Linked DNA regions of Gossypium arboreum: region 2 is linked to region 1. The links are chromatin contacts, called in public Hi-C maps. All regions are on one chromosome and are shown on one strand. Each heading gives the region's core, a stretch centred on a gene start, on an enhancer-like site or on the middle of the called end of the contact. The rest is flanking DNA. Distances are from core to core; before and after follow the strand shown.

Evidence for each region. A called contact is a pair of places that touch in the nucleus more often than the background predicts.
Region 2: a Hi-C map of leaf shows a contact between it and region 1, with 1.7 times the contacts expected there. The contact joins the promoter of LOC108479071 here to the enhancer-like site in region 1. A contact is called at or near these places in 2 of 5 Hi-C or Micro-C datasets (both in leaf).

Annotation. Positions count from the first base shown.
Region 1 is chr12:91,812,702-91,816,196 of ASM2569848v2, reverse strand. No RefSeq gene overlaps it. Among protein-coding and RNA genes, the nearest start is that of LOC108479918, 53 kb to the right of the region's middle. Within about 2 kb of position 1,551, at least 1 of the 2 cell types and tissues checked has an H3K27ac peak or open chromatin away from gene starts, as enhancers often do. A contact at or near this core is called in leaf, where this site is marked.
Region 2 is chr12:91,872,564-91,876,058 of ASM2569848v2, reverse strand. LOC108479071 (transcription factor MYC2-like) reads right to left here and starts at 1,680. Exons shown (of 1, transcript XM_017781494.2): 1 at 1-1,680. The coding sequence starts at 1,655. The coding sequence ends at 33.

The sequences.
Region 1 (3,495 bases), core at 302-2,801:
TAAGATTCGAAAGACTCAATGAATCAAAACCACAAAGGACTTAAAGAAACAAGTCCCAATGACTTGAGGGAAACAACCTAACTACGGGGCCACCAAAAGCTTATTATTTCAATTTGACCTAATCCTACCTAAAAAAATGGTCGAATTTTGGCATCTAGATGAAATTAGAGTTTGAACGAATCTCAATGGTCGGTTGTTCCAAGGTCAAATAGTCGACCACCATTCCAACACTTAAGCCTAAGTCTAAGAATCAAACAGTCGTTGAGGATCTCCTATCGAGATTCCAACGAAAAATTGATCGCGATAGAAAAACTACTAGAAAAGGTAGTACTCAAAGAGACTTTGTCGTTGGTAATTTGTAACATCCAATGGGATAGACTCAAGCTAGAAACGTGACACCAACAACAAATCTACCTAAATAGAGCCTAAAGCTATTAACAAATTGAAAATAAACAAAAACTCTCATAAACATGAGAGCTGAAAAACAAACCAAGCATATACTCTATTTTAAACACCAGCAAAACTTGGGTGGAAATCCGAATAGCGTCGACACAAACATTACCCTTTAGAAAACAAAAGAGAAAAGTACCATACTTAATTATATTGATTTTCTTTAATACATTAGGTTATCCAAAATTTGAACTTTAGACTTTGTGTCAAATAAAATTTGTAAGCAGCATTAGTCCTATAACATACTTATCATGTGAAAAAATAAACAAAATATTAAAAAAGATTTTTTTTAATTAACATTTTTAAAAACTAATAAGATTAAAAATTTTAATGCAATAAGAGAAAATTAATAAAACAAAATATGATGGAGAAAAAAAAAACTAGATAGTTGCTAATATCTATTCATTTATCATTATAGCAAGAGCTAGTTTAGAGGATTTAGTACCAATAAAGGCCCATTTCTGAAATTATTTACAGAAATGGGTCGTTTTTTAAAATAATAATAGGTATGGACCGAAAACCTAAAAATTCAGGGTATAACTCAAAAAAATGCTTCCACATCAGTGCTTTTTTCCTTGTATCCGGCAAAAGCGCACTGATGTGGAAACGCTTTTGGCCGTGTAATCCCCAGTGGGTTATTTGCTAAATATGGCCTAGGTTTAGGGCTTTTGAATTTGATTAGGGTTTAGGAAATTTTAAATTAAGGTATTATGTTTTTAATTGTTTAAGGTTTAGGAAAATTTAAAACATTGTAACAATTGATCTACCGGCTATTATAAAAATTATGAAAATATTAATTAAATTATAAAAATTAAATAAATATTAAATAATATTAAAAAATAAAATTAATCCTTACCATTTACATTTGGTCAACGGAGATATGTTTATCATCGAGACTAATTAATTGTCAAGCCGTTGCTAACACGATCAAATTTATTAAAAATTATAAATAATAATAATAATTCAAAAAAATAAAAAAATTTGAAGAGCTTTTTTGAGAAATTTTAGTGTGAAAAAATATGTTGGGGGTTTATACTTTTTCTTTTTCCTAATCGTTGGAGGCCCAACGGTCAAAATTTTAAACAACTATTGAAGGTCATAATTGAGGAAAATACGGCCAAAAGTGCATCCTCATCAACACTTTTTAGTAAAATATTTTCACGTTAACACACTTTTGTCTAACATAAGAAAAAAGTGCTAATGTAGAAGTACTTTTTTAGGTTATCCCTTGAAATTGCATTCACGTCAACATATTTTTAGATTTTTAATCTATACCCATTATTATTTTTGAAAATGATTAATTTTCATAAATAATTTCGAGAATAAACATTTATTGGTATTAAACCTTACTTTAGATTTTATTATAGTAAATATTATTTTAAAAAATTATTTATGATAATTCAACCATTTAATCGATTAAAAATAGTTGAGGGATTCGATGTATGAAGCCAGACCTTACAAACATCGACAGGTAAGTATATAAATAAGAGTAGTACGTAGGACGTGTCCAAATTCAGACTATTAGAAACGTCATTATTGTGTACCACAACCACGTGAACTGATAACAAGTTGCCCACTCACTAGTCATAGGTGTAGGGTCAGTCCTCTTCCCTTCTTATGCCTTAATTATATATTAACTTTGGTTAAAATACACAATGACTCACTCTACTCTTGACAAATTTAAATTTTAGTTTCTATATTTTTATTTTTATAAATCTAGTTCATTTATTTTGTAAGTTTTAAAATTTAAGTCCAACTGTTAACACTGTTAAAATTATTTTATTATATTAAAGTGCCCAAAATTTTTGGAAATTATTTTTATACCTTTTAATTTTTAAATTTTAATTAAGTTTTTCTTTTTCTTTTTAAAATTATCATTAGTCTCACAAAATTTTTGAAATTTTAGTTAGGCCCCTCAAAACTTAGTCCCAAGATTTGTCGTTGTTTATTTATTTAGTTAAATTGCTACTAAGTGAGTAACTTTTTATTTTAAATTGCCATACCAAACATTTAGCAAAAAAAGTAACAGTGTTAACAATTAGACTTCAATTTTAAATTTAAAAATAAAATAACTAAATTCTTGAAAATAAAAATATAGGGACTAAATTCTAAATTTATGAAGAATATAATAACTTGTGGAATGTTTTAATCATAAAATTTTTCCATTAAATACCATGTTTTACTAATTTAATTTTTGGTCTATTTTATTATGTCCACTTTTATGGTTTGTGCATGCTCCTTTCAATAGATTTAATTTTACTTTAAACTAAATTGTGATGGCTTTTTGAAATGGTAAGGCCTCTTGGGTTTATATAGCATTGTTGATATCAGCATTGTTAGGGTAAAATATATTTTAAGTTTACATTTAGAATTTAGTCTCTCTATTTTTATTTTAAAAATTTAGTTCTTCAATTTTTGAGTTTAAAATATGAGTTTAATTGTTAACATTATTATTTTTAAAAATTTAAGTTTATTACAATGCTATTATTTTAGTTATATAGATACAATACAAGTTAAAAATTAAAAATATCAATAATTAAACTTTAATTTTTAAATTTAAAAGGTAAATAGATTAAACTCTTTAAAATAAAAATATAAAAATTAAATTTTAAATTTTAAATTTATAAAGAGTGTACTACTATTTTAACTTGTATTTACTAGGTGTAGGCGGCTAAATGAAGTGACGTATGTGCTTTACGACTAAATTTGTGGTCTAAATTGAGTGATGATTGGATGGCTAAATAATGAAACATTTGTGTAATCACTTGGCGTCTAGCCTTTTTAATGGGTAAAAGTACGGAGATAATTATAATTTTTATGTATTTTGAAATGTGTAAATTAGTCTTTTATTTAAATTCTTTTATTAAATAATGATGAGAAAAATGCTGAAAATTATTTTTATGGGTAAGCTATAAATATAGTCACCCAACTATGATTTTCGTTCTATTTTAGTCATCCAACTATTTATGTTTTCTATTTAGTCACTAAATTTTTTGAAATTAAATATTTCAGTCACTCTAAGTTGATGTTAGCTTTTTTTATTGG
Region 2 (3,495 bases), core at 431-2,930, 60 kb before region 1:
TTAAAACAGATATTACATACTAAATAATAATATCACTGATGTAGCCTCCGGAGAAGAGCAGATTTAATAGCTTCTTCACTTGTCAATCCATAAGGGATCTTTGCAATAATGTCTTGGAGCATAAGCTCATTAACACACGACATGCTTGCATGGTGGACTTGAAACTCTAAGTCACGAAGTGCTGACATTAACCTAGCACCAGGATAGTTCACATTCTCTGATTGAACCCTGATGATCGCATCATCGTTTCCCATAACCTTGACATCGAGTTGCAGGTCACTAAACCTAGCAGTTGCAGCCGATGATGAATTGCTAGGCCTGGCTGCTGCTTGTTCCTCGGACGTGGTTGTGCTTTGGTTATCCATGGCGTCAATGGTTTCCACTTTCACTTTCTCGTTACACACTTTCCGAAGCTGTGATTCCAAGTCTTCGATTTTTGACTTTAGCTCGGTTATGTACGTGACGGCATCGGATAACAGCGACGCTTTGTCCATGCGCGACACGTTAGGGACTGCAGCTCGGAGAGCGTAGAACCTATGGTTTAGCTTCTCACGGCGTTGCCTCTCGGCTTCCACGTGGTTCACTGGTGTATCTCGTCGGAGACCAGGTTTCCTTCCACGTTTCTTTGGGGTTCTGATCTTCTCGGTGTTATTCACGGCAAGTAATGCACCATCGGAATCTGAATTCTCTGAGTCCACATAAGAAGATTGCTGCCCTGGCTTTAAATCTTCTATGGTTTTATTATCAGGGCCGCCATTTTCTTCTTCAATGCCGGCTAGTAAGCCGATATCTGGAAAGGAGATAGTCCTCTCAAGGAACTGGGTTGAACCCGAGATTAGGTTTGGATCGAACCTGAACAAGGATTTCACTTGTTGAACAAGTTCCCAGTTTTCCTTAATCATATCCGAAGATCCAAGTTCAAGAACACCACGATTTGTTGGTATGCAAACAAGTGTTCCGATACCATGCAATTGAGCTTCTCGAGCTCTTTCACAATCATTAAACTGCAACTCATGAGCACCAGTTAACCAAACCAAAGAGCCAGTACTAAGAACCTTGCCTAAAACCCCATCACCGACAGAGAAAGATCGAGTCAATGACATCACATAGAACCATTCAGCATCAGTAATATCAGTGCCGTCGACCAACGAACCATTTATATCATGGTTGTCTCCGATGAGTGCTTGAAGTCCTTTCAAAACATTCCTTCGCTCATTATGTAAGCCTTGAATGCTGTACATGTTGTTGTTGTTGTTGTTGGGTGTTGATTTGGGAGATGTGTCTTTGGTTCCTTGAAAATGTCCATCTTCCCAAGCCAAGAACAAACGACCGTGGTCGTCGGTTGACGTCTGCCAAAATATGGCATATGTCCACCATTCTTGATGGCTTTGGACTATGAATTGAAGCCTTTGCTGTAGGGTTGAAGGTGGAGTTTCCTGGGAAAATGAAACTAGTGATGAAGATGAAGATGGAGATATGATTAGTTCTTCCATGGCTGACAAATGAGAAACAAAAGAAAAACGTGTGGACTGAAATGCCAAGGGATGAAAAAAAAGGAGAGAAACGAGGATAAAATGAATACAATGTGGGAATCTAAAAGGCTGACTGGCTGAGAGCCCCTGCAGGAGGTTTTTGTTTTTGTTGTGAAAATACATACAAGTAATGATTATTTTATTCCACATTTATTTGTGGGGGAATGTATTTCACACGTCCCTTCATTATACGGATAAAATCAAATTAGTACATAAATTATTTAATTTGGGTTATACTTGATAAATTGAAATTTTAAGTTTTAAAGAGATAAGTAGTGAAAATTCAGTGTTGAAATTAAGTTATAAAATATATTTGGTATTTTATTTAAAGTTAAATATTAAATATAATTAGATTGTTTGATATAATATAATATAATGCTAAAAAATAAAATAAATTATTGAATTTATTCTCTAGTAATCTACTTATTACTTTCTACATTTTGTAGAGAAATTTTGATCTAGTAGTTTTCATTGTGGGTTATCAAACATATTTTAAAAAATTTAAATACTGAAAATATTAATTTTCGGTTGATTGAATTTTTCAATACTTTATCAAACAGAGCATTAGTCTCAAAGAATTAAATAAGACCAAATTTCAACAGAGTTAACATTTAGTTAGTGTTCGGAAGCCACATAATAATTGGATTTAGGTGTAATTACTTGTAATTACACAATGGTAGCATGTTTGAAAAACCATGTAACTTTCCAATTCTAAGCTAAAGGTGAGAATTGAAGTACACCCGAATCTAATTTAAAAAAAATATTTTATACAAGTGTAAGTTATAAAAACATATTATAAGCATGAATATGTTTTAAGTGTTTGGGATAGTTATAAAAAATTTCTTGTATTGTAAATCCTAAAAATATATTATAAAAATAATCTATTTGTATTTTATAAAGTTATAATAAATATTATATTATTCAAATCTTAAAAATTTCAAAGGTGAAAATGTTTATTATAAAATTAATTTACATGTTATAAAAGTATTATAATATATTCTTAGTCTAAAAATATTATTATAATATATTCATTTATAAAAATTATGGCCAAGAAGTATGGGCATAACTTAATTATGTGTCCATAATATAGATTATAAAAATAATATACTTATTCTTTAAAAAAATCGTTATAGTTATTTATCATAATTTATTTATAAAAAAATAATTTTTTTAAATTATGGTAAAAAATCATATTATTTGTAAGGAAGAGTTATAAAAGTTATTTGACACTTTATATTTTTTTATAAAGGTTATATATTATAAATTTTATATTATTTTTACTTAATTTACGTATTATAAAAAGATTATAACTTATCATAAGTCTTATGATCTATCGTAATTTCATATGTCAAATTAGGCTCTCTCAAATATTTAATGAGCTTGTTCTCAAGTAGTTTACGAGTATTTTTAATGTTTTTTATTGATTCTTATCTTTTAGTGTTAATAATAGTTTTTCTTACATTTTACTTCTTTTGAGACTCAAATTGGTAAAACTATATTTTTAGGAATCTAATGATTGATTTGAACTTGTGTAGGGAGATGACTATGGCCAAACATCAATAAGAACCTCAATTGTTGTGAGGGTCACGACATAGGTGTATGCGTGTCGCAACATTGACTCCCTATCACCTTAAAGAAGCAAACTTCATCGAAAAATCAACTTGGAGTAATTTGCCACTGAAGTTGCGACACTAAATGTGTGGCGTTACGACATCAAGCCTTAAAGTCTGAACTACAAGTCCTCGAGGTCACGACTCCAAACCAATGGTTGAAATGAAGGAACCTAGTGCCACTGTCATGAAGCTTTATCGTGACACCAAATGCCCCATGTAACACCCTATACCCGGTCTGATCGTCGAACCCGAGCTACAGGATGCTACAACAGTAAACATAAACAATCACATACATTTTTATCTGTAATATTCCATATATAAACAATACAAGTAGAACCTAATGATTAATA